Linked DNA regions of Mus musculus: region 2 is linked to region 1. The links are chromatin contacts, called in public promoter capture Hi-C maps. All regions are on one chromosome and are shown on one strand. Each heading gives the region's core, a stretch centred on a gene start, on an enhancer-like site or on the middle of the called end of the contact. The rest is flanking DNA. Distances are from core to core; before and after follow the strand shown. Region 1 holds the start of Epm2a (epilepsy, progressive myoclonic epilepsy, type 2 gene alpha). Region 2 holds the start of Adat2 (adenosine deaminase, tRNA-specific 2).

Region 1 (7,176 bases), core at 1,352-3,851:
GACAGAGTCTGCTTCTGGAAATTCATTTTCCCCCTTTTATTTACTTAGTAATTTGGTGTTTTTGAGATGGGGTCTCTATGTAGCTCTGGATATCCTGGAACTCACTTTGTACACCAGGCTGGCTTTTGAACTCTTGAGTGCTGGGCTTTAAGACATACATCACCATACCAGGCCTCCTTTTTTTTTTTTTTTTGACTGCGAGTACAAGGTCTTGGTTTGCAATGACAATAGCAAAAGTACTAAGCACAGTGGTTCACAACTTTCACAGCACTCTGGAAGCTGAGGAAGGAGGGATGCTACCAGCTACAGGCTACCTGTACATGCATTGCCTCACATTAATCTGCCCTGGTCTAACAAACCATATTCCTGGGTTAGACAGTTTAGCCCCTCCCACACAGTTATCCATGCTCTTAAAGACAGCATCTCCTTGTTAATTTCCAATCCTCAGAACCAACCTACCCATCTACAAGAAGGTCCTGATAACTGAGAAAACAGAACATGAACACATGAAACTTAACTCAAAAAACAAGTCAGAGTACAGAGAATAAGTGGGGTGTGTGTATTATTTTAGAAATCTTTTTTAAAAAGAAATGTCTCTAATAGGATAAAATGAACTCTATAAAATAAAAGTCAATATCACATCTATAATTTAAAATAAGGGTATTAAAGCCAGCAGGGATAATGGACTAAATTCTTTATATTTTATAGCATGTACAGTTGCTAATTTTATGCATTTCCAGTAGGTGTCAATAGATACTCTTTTTTGCAAGCTACATATAATGTATGTGGTAACCTGCAGAAAAATTGAAAACAGACAAGTTAAAGTGAATGCATTAAGAAATAGCAACCCAACCATCAGCACTTTGGGGGTATTAGAAACGCTGATAAAGGAGGAGACCTGGAAATGGGTGCTCTAGTACACCACGCACCGTTATTAAAATTATCAGATGTAATTTTACTGTGGAAAAAGGACACAGTGACATTAGTAGAAATGCACTGCAAAGGGAGGACAGCCAAAGGCAGGCAGCTCTCACATCTGACATAATGAAGTGCTAGCTGACCATCAAACCCAAGAGTGGCCAAAAAGACCAGCAAAGGGAATAAACAGATCCCAGTAAACCACGTGCTTTTCTTGGGTCTCGTTTTTTTGTTATTCTGCATTCTTGTTTTCCACAAGAACTGGCTAATGGCCTGGTTGTCTGCCCATACGAATTTCTCAAGAAGCATTCATTCCCTCCACGGGACTCTGAGAACCACTGAGCCACACACGTTCAGTTTGCCACCACGCCCATTGCCTTCACAGAAAAGGCTGTCTCGATCCACCCAGCGTGGTCGGTGGACACGCTGCTACGGATTTTTCAACACATTCCTTACTGAAACGTAAAGTGGCGACATTTTGGCTTGTCCAAATCCATTGTACAGAAACATTTCCAAATGCTAGAAAGAAAACCGCACTTGGATTCCAATCCAAGAATCTCGAAAACCAAAAGGAACCTTAATGCACAGTAACAGCTGCACAGTATTTTTTTTTTTCACTTAAAAAGTAAAACACACCTGTATGCAAATAAGTCTGAGCTATATTAATATTGTTAAAGAAAAAATAAATACTCAAAATTATATATTGTACAATATTTGTTCAAACAGTTACACACACACGCGCGCATGCAGGCAATATGTTTAGGTTTTGTATGGTGGAAATGCTGCTTTCAATCATATATTCTTATTATAATATTTTTGTGGAACAAGTTCTCACTTTGTAGCCTTGGCTGGCTGGGAACTCCCAGCAATCCTCCTGCCTCAACCTCCCAAGTACTGAGATTACAGATTTGTGCTATCACAAGTGGCTATTTACTTTTATTATTTCTTTACAACCGATATTACTCTTTACATATTTTAAGAAATCAAGTCATGTCTCAATTGTCTTCTATCGCGGTGACCTGACTTTGGGGGAGGAGCTTGCTATTTCCCACGATTCGGTCTCAAAAATCTAAGGGAAAATTCCCTCCAGCAAGCGGCCCCTTGTAGTGTGGGGTGGGCCACTTCGGAGTGGATTAGAGAGAGGCCTAAGGCAGGAGACCCTCGGAACTGGGTCTTGATCCGGACCAGGGCATCGCTGTGCAACCGGGTAGGGTCAAGATGGTGGGCGAGCGGTGGCCAACAGTTAAGTGCACGGGGAGCTGCGGGGGCGCGCGAGCTGCGGGCTGCGCGCCCCCGAGGCCGCGGCCGGGGTGCACGGGGAGCTGCGGGGTGCGGGCCTCGGGCCGGGGAGCGCAGTACCTTCCCAGTGCAGCTCGCCTCCAGGCTCGCGCTGCAGGAACTTGTACCAGAACGTGTCAACGCGGCCCGGCTCCGCCCCGCCGGCCTCCTCGTACGCCTCCAGCTCCACCTCGGCGAGCCACAGGCCGGGCTCCTGCAGCGCCAGCGCAGCGGCGCCCGCCGCGGTACCCGCGGGCCTGAGACGCACGGCGCCGTGCGGCTCCCAGCGCCCTAACTCGGGCCGCGAGCCGGCGAGCAGCAGCTCCTGCCGAGCGCCGGCCACCGCGGGCGGCACCACCACGCCGAAGCGGAAGAGCATGGCGGTGGCCCGAGTCCTGGGAGCCTGGCGAGCGGCAGCGGCGGCGGCGCGAGCTCCGGGGCGGCGCGAGACGTGCAGCGCCGCGCGTTTGTGGCCCGGTCACGCGGCCGTGGGATCAGGGTTCCCAGGCGCCGTGGAGCTGCAGCCGCAGGAAGCGGGCATTCGGGGCTCGCGAGAGGCTGAGACCCACACTGGACCTAGGAGGGAGGAAAACGACACCCCGACATTGTCCTGTCGTCTTCCCAGAGATCTGAAATCACTTTTACTAAGTCAACAAAGGAAGAAAGAGTTGTCTAGCCTGAACCTCCAGCCTCAGTGAAGTTGCCGATCCAAGATTTACCTGTAACCCTCATTCAAGCACCCCAACATTTAGTCCTTATGGGCCTCTGATTATAACGTGGGAATAATACATATGAATAATGTTCTTTAGAGACCCTCCACTCAATACACAAAAACCCAGCGTTCATCAAACACACAAAATACTTTCCCTTGCCTAAAGGGACTAAAGAGAAAAACAAAATTTCAGCCTCCTCTTTTTAGCGTGTATAAGTTGATCTCAAGATCAAAAAAAAGAGAAAACCTTGTTTGTGAGATGACAAAGTTTAGAAACAAGGTCTCACTGTGGAAATCAGACTGGCCACAAACTCTTGAGATTCTCCTGCCTCTGCTCCTTGGATTACAAACCTGCATCACCAGTGCCCAGCTACTGTGTGTGTGTATGTGTGTGTGTGTGCGTGTGTGTGTGTGTGTGTGTGATAAAAACCTATTTAAATTTTCTTCTTGGGGAAAAAAAACAGAAAAATAAATAAAAGTTGCTTCTTGCAAATATTAGCACTTTAGGTCAAGAAACAACTGTGTCATTATTTGGCCTCTGGGAGCAGAGGAGGCTGCTTCAACTTGTTATTAATATGAATAAAGAAATGTCTGGAGTGGCTGGGGTTCGTTCTGGTCAGTGCGAGCCCCAGGCCACCTTGGGCACGAACTCCGCAGACCTTCCCAAGGTCCCCAGAGAACTCTCCATGATGCAGGTGCCCTAGCACACCCAGGATCTTAGGATCACTGAGGAGAGTCAGCAACCAGAGAGGGCCCTGACCCCATGACTCGAAGGTGAGAAAGCCAACTTGTATCCCTGGTATCTCAGAGACCAGTCTGAGCAGGAAAACAGGAGGGCCTCAAAAGCAACAGAGCTTCTTAGACAGGGCCCCTTCATGCCTCATCCTTAGCCAGGAGGCAGAGCTGAACTCCAGACCTCTGTGCATCTTCCCTGCAAGAGAAAAGCTTGCTTGCAGAGTGCTCTAACCTCAGGAGAAGAGTTGGACTCCCAGGAGTGCTGACAGAGGCTAACAGAATCACAGGAGGAAAAAACTCCAGCAAGACACAGCTAGAACATCTAACACCAGAGATTATCAGATGGCGAAAGACAAACATAAGAATCTTACTAACAGAAACAAGAACACTTGGCATCATCAGAACCCAGTACTCCCACCACAGCAAGTCCTGGATACCCCAACACATGCGAAAACAAGATTCAGATTTAAAATCATATCTCATGATGCTGGTAGAGGATTTTAAGAAGGGCCTTAATAACTCACTTAAAGAAATACAAGAGTACACTGCTAAACAGGTAGAAGTCCTTAAAGAGGAAGCACAAAAATCCCTGAAAAAAATACAGGAAAACACTGCTAAACAGGTCCTTAAACAGGAAACACAAAAATCCCTTAAAGAATTACAGGAAAACACAACCAAACAGTGATGGAACTGAACAAAACTATTCAAGATCTAAAAATAGAAGTAGAAACAATGAAGAAAACCCAAAGGGAGACAACTCTAGAGATAGAAATTCTAGAAAAGAAATCAAGAACCATCAGCAACAGAATACAAGAGATGGAAGAGAGACTCACAGGTGCAGAAGATTCCATAGAAAACATAGACACAACAATCAAAGAAAATGCAAAAAGATCCTAACTCAAAACATCCACGAAATCCAGGACACAAAGAGAAGACCAAACCTAAGGATAAGAGGTATAGATGAGAATGAAGATTTTCAACTTAAAAGGGCCAGTAAATATCTTCAACAAAATTATAGAAGAAAACTTCCCTGACCTAAAGAAATAGATGTCCATGAACAAGAAGCCTACAGAACTCCAAATATGTAGCCTCCCTCAAGCCTGAAGCAGGCTGAGCCAGAACTTGACCTTGCTGCCACTAAGGAGATTATCTAGGGTGGAGCCTTCTTCCCTAGATCACTCTATTGTTGAGCCACTGTCACTGTTCCTCTTCAAGATACTGCTACTTGCTGAGAGGCCCCCCTATCCTGCCCTATCCTGCACATCATCACCTGCAGCTGGTTCCAGGCTCCAAGGATGAATTGGCAGAAATGGACTTTCTCCCCTCCTTTATAAAGCGTGTCCGCCATTAAACATTTGAACCTTGAGCAGACTAGCATGTCTTGGTTCCATTATTTCTCAACCCGCCTAGGCTCCCTCTTTTCTTTCAGTTCCAAGATGCCTTCCAGACTCGAACCCGAACATGAGAGCCGCAGGCCGGACCCAACAATTTGGTGAACCAACGCGGGACCTGTGATAGGCAGAGGACATTTGGAAGAAGCACTGATGGTTTGGAGCTCCATGGAAGAAGAAAAGAATTAAAGAAAATTCGTACTGGAGAAGGTTGGTACGGGTTAAGCTGGAACAGCGCTAAACCAGCGCTGGATTCACTTAGGTTCAGCAGTGAGTTATCGGGAACTAGGAACTCAGCAGGCAGGCAGTTGGCTTCCAGAAGCTGCTTTTTTAGGCGAGAGAAATAAAAGGGTTTAATAAAAGGGACTTAATAATCAGGTGGATGGCAGCAGTTGAAAACTGCATCAGGCTGGAGGAAAGTGGATTTTGAAACTCACCCAGGGACAGAGAAAATCAGGGAATGCCCTCTTGTGTGCATGCCGGCCGGTGTCTTTGTTCTGAGTGTGTGTCTTATGTTTCCTGAAACGAACATGTGCTCATTGTGTTGGTTTGTTGTCTGTGTTTCGTCCCGTGTCTCTGAAACATGGTGTAGTCTGAGTATAGATCCGCCTGAGTTTGGTTTCTCTGGTGTTTATAGACGATGGGGTTTTCAGAAATGTGTGATTGGTATCTGCAGCTGTCCCTTTGGGCTGTAAGGACAGGAGGACTGTGGTCAGCAGATGTGCTAGGAAGACCACTACCTCCCCAGGGGATGCCCTGGGGAGTAGGGAGAGCCAGAGACCTCTGGCAGTCTCTGGAGATTGGTCAGAGGGACCAAGTTTTGTTTATGAAATGGAAGCTTACCCTTCTAATTCTTTTGCCTGCTCATGGAAGATGAGAAAGGGTTGCATATGTCTGAATCTGTTGGTTTCTGTTTTATGTGTTTTGTGTATGTGTTTAGAGCTATGTGAAAATTTAGAAAAGTGCTAGTGTACTGGAAAAGCCCTATTGGGAGCTGATTCCAAATGCAGCTCTTAAAGGGGCAGGTAGCCCTTTGCTTGTAATAGAAAGTTAGCTTAAAATTGGTAACTCAGAGTTGGAGTCATTCTAAAAAACATGTGGCAGGAGCGAACCCAGGAAAACAGGTCTTTACAGATACTTCAAAATAGGGATAATCTTTGGGCCAGGACTCTGGCAGAGTGCTCAGATTGAGAAATGTTTGTACTTGGGTAGACGAGGAGCTCAGCTCCTGAATGTCATCACCTGCAGCTGGTTCCAGGCTACAAGGATGAATTGACGAGAATGGACTTTCCCCCCTCCTTTATAAAGCATGTCTGCCATTAAACATTTGAACCTTGAGCAGACTAGCATGTCTTGGTTCCATTATTTCTCAACCCGCCTAGGCTCCCTCTTTTCTTTCAGTTCCAAGATGCCTTCCAGATTCGAACCCGGACATGAGAGCCGCAGGCCGGACCCAACACAAATAGACTGGACCAGAAAAGAAATTCCTCCCGACACATAATAATCAGAAAAACAAATGCACTAAATAAAGATAGAATATTAAAAGCAATAAGGGAAAAAGGTCAAGTAACATATAAAGGAAGACCTATTAGATTTACACCAGACTTCTCACCAGAGATATGAAAGCCAGAAGATCCTGGGCAGATGTTATACAGACACTAAGAGAACACAAATGCCAGCCCAGGCAACTATAACCAGCAAAACTCTCAATTACCATAGACAGAGAAACCAAAGTATTCCATGACAAAACCAAGTTCACACAATATCTTTCCATGAATCCAGCCCTTCAAAGGATAATAAAGGGAAAACACCAACACAAGGATGGAAACTACACCCTAGAAAAAGCAAGAAAGTAATCCTTCAACAAACCTGAAAGAAGACAGCCACAAGAACAGAATCCCAACTCTAACAACACATATGACAGGAAGCAACAATTACTTTTCTTCAATATCTCTTATCAATGGACTCAATTCTCCAATAAAAAGACATAGAATAGCAGACTGGCTACATAAACAGTGACTCAACATTTTGCTGCATAGTTAATAAGTTTTTGTTTTCTTATTCTGTTATATACCTAGTGAGATGGTTCTACCTACTTCCAGGGTTGCCCTGAGAGTCTAAGATGAGCCATGGTGCTGAAAA
Region 2 (7,176 bases), core at 1,466-3,965, 2.2 Mb before region 1:
GTGATAGGAATACTGAGCTCCATTGTGTAGGTAAGGAAACCGAGGCACAGAGAGGTCAATTAACTTAGCCATTTAAGACATTTGGAATGAAAATCTAGGGAGTTTGATTTTCCTCATTATTCCATTAATAATTGGAGCAAATCTTAGTGTCTGGTGCTGGGTTCTCTGCATTGCTCTCCCTCCGAAGCCTCCTTAGTAACCAGTGCGACCTCAGTGATTAGATCCTTCATCTGGTTTATGGTTTAGAGTGGTTTGAGCGACAAGAGGAGAGGGAGGAGTTAGTAAGGGAGAGACACGTGACAAGGCTTTCGGTAAGACTGCACCCTGGAGCACAGGATACGGTAATGTGAGCCGCTTCAGACATGTAGAAGAGAATCGAAGACTGGGCTAGTGAGATGGCTGGGCCAGTAAGATGGCGCAGCAGGATTCACTGTGAAAGCATGATGATGAGTTCCATCCGCAGAACCTACAGTGGAAGGAGAAAAAATGGAAGGAGAAAAATTTCTCTCCTCCCAAAAGTTGTCCTGGAATCTTCACACACATTCGAGCACACACACACAGATACATACACACACATGTGCACCTGCTCCACACACATGTGCACACAACAATCACTTATTTTTAAACTCCCCAACCAAGTGGGAAGTACATAGGTAGAAGCAAAGAGATAGGGAGTGTCAAGAGCTTTATCCACTGTGCACCCAACATGCTGCAGAACATTGCTGTCTTGGCAGCCTTTCTCTACTTCCAGGTCAACGGAGGACTGGGCTTCTTGGTACCTAGTTCCTCTGGGTTCGTTCTCTCTCTCTCTCTCTCTCTCTCTCTCTCTCTCTCTCTCTCTCTCTCCTTCCAGCAAATTTATCTCACTAGAAATGATAGGGCTACCTTAAAGAGACATACAACATAATTGCTAAGGCACAGCTTGTAGGCCAGGATGCTGGTGAGTGGCTGAGCAGATGCAACGGCCATTGAGAGAAAGTGAAGCTCTAGGAAAGCAGTCTATGGGGGTTGATTGAGAAGAACTGCTTCCCAGGGCAAATACATGCAAATGTGCATGCATTTCCTCTATGGACAAGTTCAAAGCTTGAGGCTGAAAATCCACAACACTCCACCCAGTCTCAGACTTTCCATTGCCCCTCCCATTTCTTCCAGTCTGTCCCTTCCCTTTGTCACAAATGCAAAAGAGTTGAGTCAAATAGGTCTAACTGTTTAGATGGATTTGAACTTAAGAAGCTGGCCTTCTTTGGAAGAGGCCAAAGCTCTGCCACTGAAATGGTGACTTGATCTTCCTTAAACCAACAAATTCTCAACTCGACAACTGATGAACAAAGGCTCTCTTCTTCCCACCCCGAGCTCTGAGAAAGATGACCAAAAAAAAAAAAAAAAAAAAAAAAGATGTTAATTAAAAAATTAAAAGAATGCATTATGCCATTTGTCTGGGGGCGTGGGGTGGAAAACATGTTTCTGTCTTCTAGATTTTAATTTCTTATGAAGGTGAACTTCTGTAACCATTAGAATAAAAAGGTGAGATATTTTAATTTTGTAAAAGAATAAACAAAAATAATATCCCCACACCAAAGGCTGAGCTCAGTTTTAAGGCCTTTACAATGCTGTAAACAAATTGGTGTTCCATGTTCACAGAATGAAAACCCAGCATCAAACTGTGTATACATACATAGTTTGTATGTATATCCCTGCCACAAACGTCTATCCCTGCCACACATCGATATGGGTAATAAGCTTGGGAAAACATGTAAAAATACGACCAGAGCTCTCCATGATGAGCAATCTATAAGAATCGCAGGAAGGAAGGGAATACAAGGGCAGAGAAAAGTATCGTAGAAAGAGTAGACACATCATCGGTGAGGATTGTACCAGGACACGTTTTGATATGACCCTTTACAGAAACATCAGCTTCCTCCCATTATATGGGAGCAAGCCATAAAATAATGTGGCTTTATGGATTTGAAAGTATGTGTCCACATGGGAAGGAAGATAGGCAGGTAGGGAGCACACATCCCCAGGCGGCAGATAAGACTCCCTGTAATACATCAATCGAACCGTTTCTGTATTTTCCCTTCACCCCAATTACTATGAGACAAAGCTAAAGAAAAATTCCCCCTAGAATAAAACAAGTTGCTGCTTCAGGTATTTTCAGACATGATAGATAGCGCGCCCGGCACATTTGCTCAACTACTCTGGTCAGGATATGGCCGGGAGAAAGTTTGCGCTCTCAGCATCCACCTGCCCGATTCCTCACCATTCGCATCGCCTCCTCCATCCACTTTTCCGTCTCCTGTACGGACACCACGCACGGGCCGTCTGGAGTAGTGGTGGACTCCACCTTCTCCTCCATACCTCCGCCGCTCAGAGACTCCGGGCCGAGGGACGAGAGAAGAGAGGACAGCGGAACGCGGCGGGAGCGGACCTTGCTTCCAGGAGGACGGGAAAAGACGAGGCACCCGGGAGCTATTTGCGGACGGACCCAGGCGTCCCGGATCAGTAAGCGGCGGCTGGGGGACCGAAAGCGTCGCTGCTCCGCTCTAGTCCACGCCCCCTTCCTCCGCTTAAGCCACAACCTCTGCTCAGAGAAACGTCTGTGGTTTCTGGAGAGCACCTAGCGCCGCCACCGCGCTGCTGCCGGAGGTCCAGGCCAGGTGGACGGAAGACACGGTGAGCCAGCCCCTCTCCCCTAGGCAACCCACACAACACGGGGTCTGGAGATGCTGAGATCAATGTGGAATTTTCTGAAACGTCACAAAAAGAAATGCATCTTCCTGGGCACAGTCCTCGGAGGTGAGTGACAACATGCTTTTTAGAAGGGGCCATTGGCAGAAAGGAGTGACAGAGGTGACTTATAAAAACAGGCAGGGCCCACTGATACCAAACTGGGATTTGTCGAAGGGATTGGCTCAACCGTCAAAGAAGAACCTCTAAAGTTCTTTTATCTGGATCTCTGTGCCCTTTGCCCCTCACTCTGCCCCCGTCCTTTTTCTCCCCATGGGCCTTCAAGAGTCTACCCCAATGAAGTTTCTTTTCAAAGCACTATTCTCGTATAGATAGATACATTTGCCTTCCAATTTTCTTCTTTTGCTTTCCTGTTAGATTTTCATTCTGTTTGTCAACTCTGCTTTCAACCTTTCACACGAGTTTCGAAATATTCTAGGGCCATTATCTTAAGTCTGCTCTTTGAGGTGGTGTTTAAAGGTAAACCGAAAACAGCATGTTGCTGTAAAATATACAGCAGATAATTTCTGTTCTCCAATTGTAAAGTACAAACTATATATCAACACAGTGCTTATTCTGCAGTGTTGTCAGGACTGGCAAGGTTGTGGTCATGATCCATTTTGGTGATATAGTTGAGTTCACTGGCTGAGAGGAAAGTTAGAAACAGGATAAAAATCTTGATGCTGGAATTGTAACTTTGTGGTAGAGTGCTTGCCTAGGCTGACTGCATTGGGTCCCAGGGAAGGAGCAACACACACACACACACACACACACACTGCTTTAAACCCTTTGTCTTGGAAAGACAACCCTCAGTTAATAATTATGGGATTTTAAGAAGGGAATCTTTTGAACAACACAAAAAGGGAGTTTAAAAGAATTTTTAAAACTTGAGTTTTAAGAACTGTTACCACTATCCTCTGATCTATGTGTGTGTGTGTATAAATATATCATAATATGACTTAAAATATTAGGACATTTGTAAAACAGTAACCACATTCTGCATATCTCTGAGGTATAGCACAAATGAATAATAGTTCATATTTTATAGGAAATACTTTATAGATACAATGTGTTTTATATTACCTCCAGTCTCTAATATCTAAGGTATATAAATTGTACCAATATTATAGAATACATATGCTAAAGATAAAGTTGTCATGGAAGACGTATAAAGAAAAATTTTTGCTCTACCTAAGGGAAGAAAATTGTCTCTAGCAATTTCAGAGGGAAAAGCCTAACCCTTACAGTTTATGAAATACTTAATGGCAGATCAGAAATAATCATAGGAGAAATTAAAGAGTATATGCATATAGTAATAGGTTTTTTTTGAAACGATATTGAGAGTTTTATATTTGGAGATGAAGAGGAAGGAAAAAACTGGGTGTGGTGGCACACACTCTTAATCCCAGCACTCGGAAGCAGAGACAGGCAGCTCTCTGAGTTGGAGGTAAGGTCCAGAACACCCAGAGCTTCATATTGAGACCCTGTCTCAAAAAACAAAAGACATACAAACAGAAAACAAAACAACAACAAAAGGGAGGGGGAAGAGATTCAAAGGTATAATCGAAGCACTATTGCTTTTTTAGCAAAACAAAAAGTCTTAAAAGAGTTGAATCTGGCCGGGTGTGGTGGTGCACGCCTTTAATCCCAGCACTCCGGAGGCAGAGACAGGCGGATTTCTGAGTTCGAGGCCAGCCTGGTCTACAAAGTGAGTTCCAGGACAGCCAGGGCTATACAGAGAAACACTGTCTCAGAAAATAAAAAAAAAGAGTTGAACCTGAGCGGGGCAGTGATGGTGCACACCTTTAATCCCAGCACTTGGAAGGCAGAGGCAGGTAAATTTCTGAGTTTGAGGCCAGCCTGGTCTTCAGAGTGAGTTCCAGGACAGCCAGGGCTACACAGAGAAACCCTGTCTCGAAAAAAAAAAAAAAAAAAAAGAGTTGAACTTACCTAGTTTTATTTGTAAGAGTTCATATTTTTTCTGTATTGTAAGAAAATTCCTATCTTACATTTTAAGAAATATGAAATATTTATTAAGTGATTATACTATTGTGACCGGTATGATTAAATAGGTATAATTTATATATATTTTAATCACATATATGTACTAGGGACCCACCATATGTTAAACAGCATACTAAGTCCTTTCCAACCTCTGGAAATGGCAGCAGTATAGTTACTATTAGGCCATTGTAAAATTGAGAAACTAGAGTCCCTAGACTTTAAGAAACTTGCTAAAGGTTTGAGTTATTAACAAGGAAATAAGAATTCAACCCCAAGTGTGTTAGATCCCAATGCATATTATCATCCCATACTCTACACTCTGCCTCAGTGGGTTCTTTATGTTTTAAGAATGAAGAAATAAGTGAAATACTGTTACTAGACCGTGATAGAGTTGAATACAGAGCCTAGTGGTACGCAGCAGCATGGAGTTGTATAAAATGAGGCAGATTTCACAAGAGGAGTTGCATATTTTGAAAGCTGAGTAAGGTGTTATTATGTATGATCAAAGAGTTAGATATTTAATGCTGGAAAAACACAACAAGCAGAACTTTGGGTTGTGTGGCTTCTAAAGTCAGACTTTCTAGTTCCTACCCTTTAGATGGTAATTGCTGTGTGTCCATTTACTCCACTTGACCATTGAGGCTGGAGAAGAGCAGTGGTTCTCAAACTGTCTGATGGGAAAGAGTGTAGAGTGCCAGTGACAACATTTCAGTATGACACAAATATTGTGGACCTCATAGATCTCCAACAGACTCCAGGGAGGTCCAGACCATACTTTGAAAACCACTGGACAAGAGAAAGTGTCACGGAACAGAGGAGCTAGACTCAATCGCTGAGTTCTTAAAAGCACAGAACACTGAGTTATATCTTAAGCCTTGGAATTTTTAACCTCGTTAGGGATTTTTCGAGTCATTTATTCACTTAACATTTGAACAAAAATAAGGCCTACTCTAACTCTACTGGACTCTGAATACACAAGGAGTAAGACATCGGTTTCTCTAAGTCTGGAGAGTGTGCATGGAAATAAAGTAATACACAGTGTGAAATGGCTGCCTTACTATGCCATGTATGTAATGTGGGCAGGATCTGTGTGCAGTTGCTTCTAGGTCTTTGCTATGGATGAAAACCATTTAAAGTGCTTTAGAAAAATATAGACTTCTTCTGTCAGGTTCTCTTTCTTCAGGTGTAGAGTACAGTTCAGGAATGCGTCAGTACTGAAATGAAGATGTCACCAAGCGGGCACTGGCTAAGCATGGACAAGTTCACTACTCAGCACTGAGAAAAGATGGAAAAGATGTAAACATTAGAAGTTGGGGATCTGCTTGATTGGAAACAATGTTGATGGATTATTTCAAATTGTTATTGAAAATAGTTGTGCTATAGAAATCTTTATCCTGGAAGACAAGCCTGAGAGATGGTTTTAAAACAAATGATTTATACAAAGATATTTTGCTTAATTGGCCATGCAAGGAAATGTCGAAACATTTTCACTTTTTTTTTTTTTTTTTTTTTTTTTGGTAAAGCTATTTGATTTTACACACGAAAAAGATGTATATCCAGAGGGAGTAAGTGACCTGCTCCAAGTTACCTCACTTGCTGACCAAGAGCCATCATTAATGCCTGTTTTCTAGTCCTAGAGTCAGCCTGGCAGAGAAGCATATACAGCCCCGAGTCTGTGCTAGCTAATGATCGTTTTCTTTCTTTCTTTAGTATTTCCTAGAGAAACATTAGAAGGAGTCAGTTTGTGAATTTTGTATACGGGATCCTAAGTAAACTAGACCTTGACTAGCAATATCAGTGATAACTAAGGTAAAACAGTGTGTCTAGGACTTAAGCCTGATCTCATGTGTGACTTCTCTGGTGCTTCCACAGTAAAAACCTACCAAAGGAGAAATTTACAAAATTAAAATGTACCTTATACTTTTGAAGTTAATAGCCCTGATCAAGGTGTCTGTAGAGTTTGTTTCTTCAGTCACTTAAAAGGGATCTGTACTAGGCTGTGCCACATGATGATCATCTTGTTTCACGCTGTCTTCTGTAACTGAATACCGACTGTTATAAAGCCACAGAGCTTCTAGGAGCTCGCAAATTGTCTTTTCTCTACACATATCTTTGTCTAAATTTTGTGTTCTTCTCAGGACTCTGGCCATGTTGGGTCGAGGCCCATTGATCTCACTTTGTATCGACCTTATATTCTAAGGTGCTAGGCCTTCAATATATCAGCTGATGGCACAAGCCAGGAGTGGACACAATTTAGCCCTTAACAAATTATTTTCCTTTTTAGCTTTAGCTAGACTATACTGCAGTTACCAAGTAAAGAGTGTCACATCAATGATTCGTTTTACAATATAACGAGAGATAATAATCGCAGTGTATGTAACCTTCTGTGATATGGTATGGAGATAAGATACAAGCAATGCGTTCGGAACTAGTTGAACCAGAATT

Evidence for each region. Promoter capture Hi-C pulls out the DNA fragments that hold promoters and counts their contacts.
Region 2: a promoter capture Hi-C map of liver shows a contact between it and region 1, with 9 times the contacts expected there. The contact joins the promoter of Adat2 here to the promoter of Epm2a in region 1. A contact is called at or near these places in 3 of 39 promoter capture datasets (hippocampal neurons, liver and pre-B cells).

The regions. Positions count from the first base shown.
Region 1 is chr10:11,338,870-11,346,045 of GRCm38.p6, reverse strand. Epm2a (epilepsy, progressive myoclonic epilepsy, type 2 gene alpha) reads right to left here and starts at 2,601. Exons shown (of 4, transcript NM_010146.2): 1 at 2,278-2,601. The coding sequence starts at 2,575.
Region 2 is chr10:13,548,446-13,555,621 of GRCm38.p6, reverse strand. It overlaps Adat2 (adenosine deaminase, tRNA-specific 2), which reads right to left and starts at 2,715. Exons shown (of 6, transcript NM_025748.4): 1 at 2,261-2,715. The coding sequence starts at 2,356. Pex3 (peroxisomal biogenesis factor 3) reads left to right here and starts at 2,480. Exons shown (of 12, transcript NM_019961.3): 1 at 2,480-2,796. The coding sequence starts at 2,724.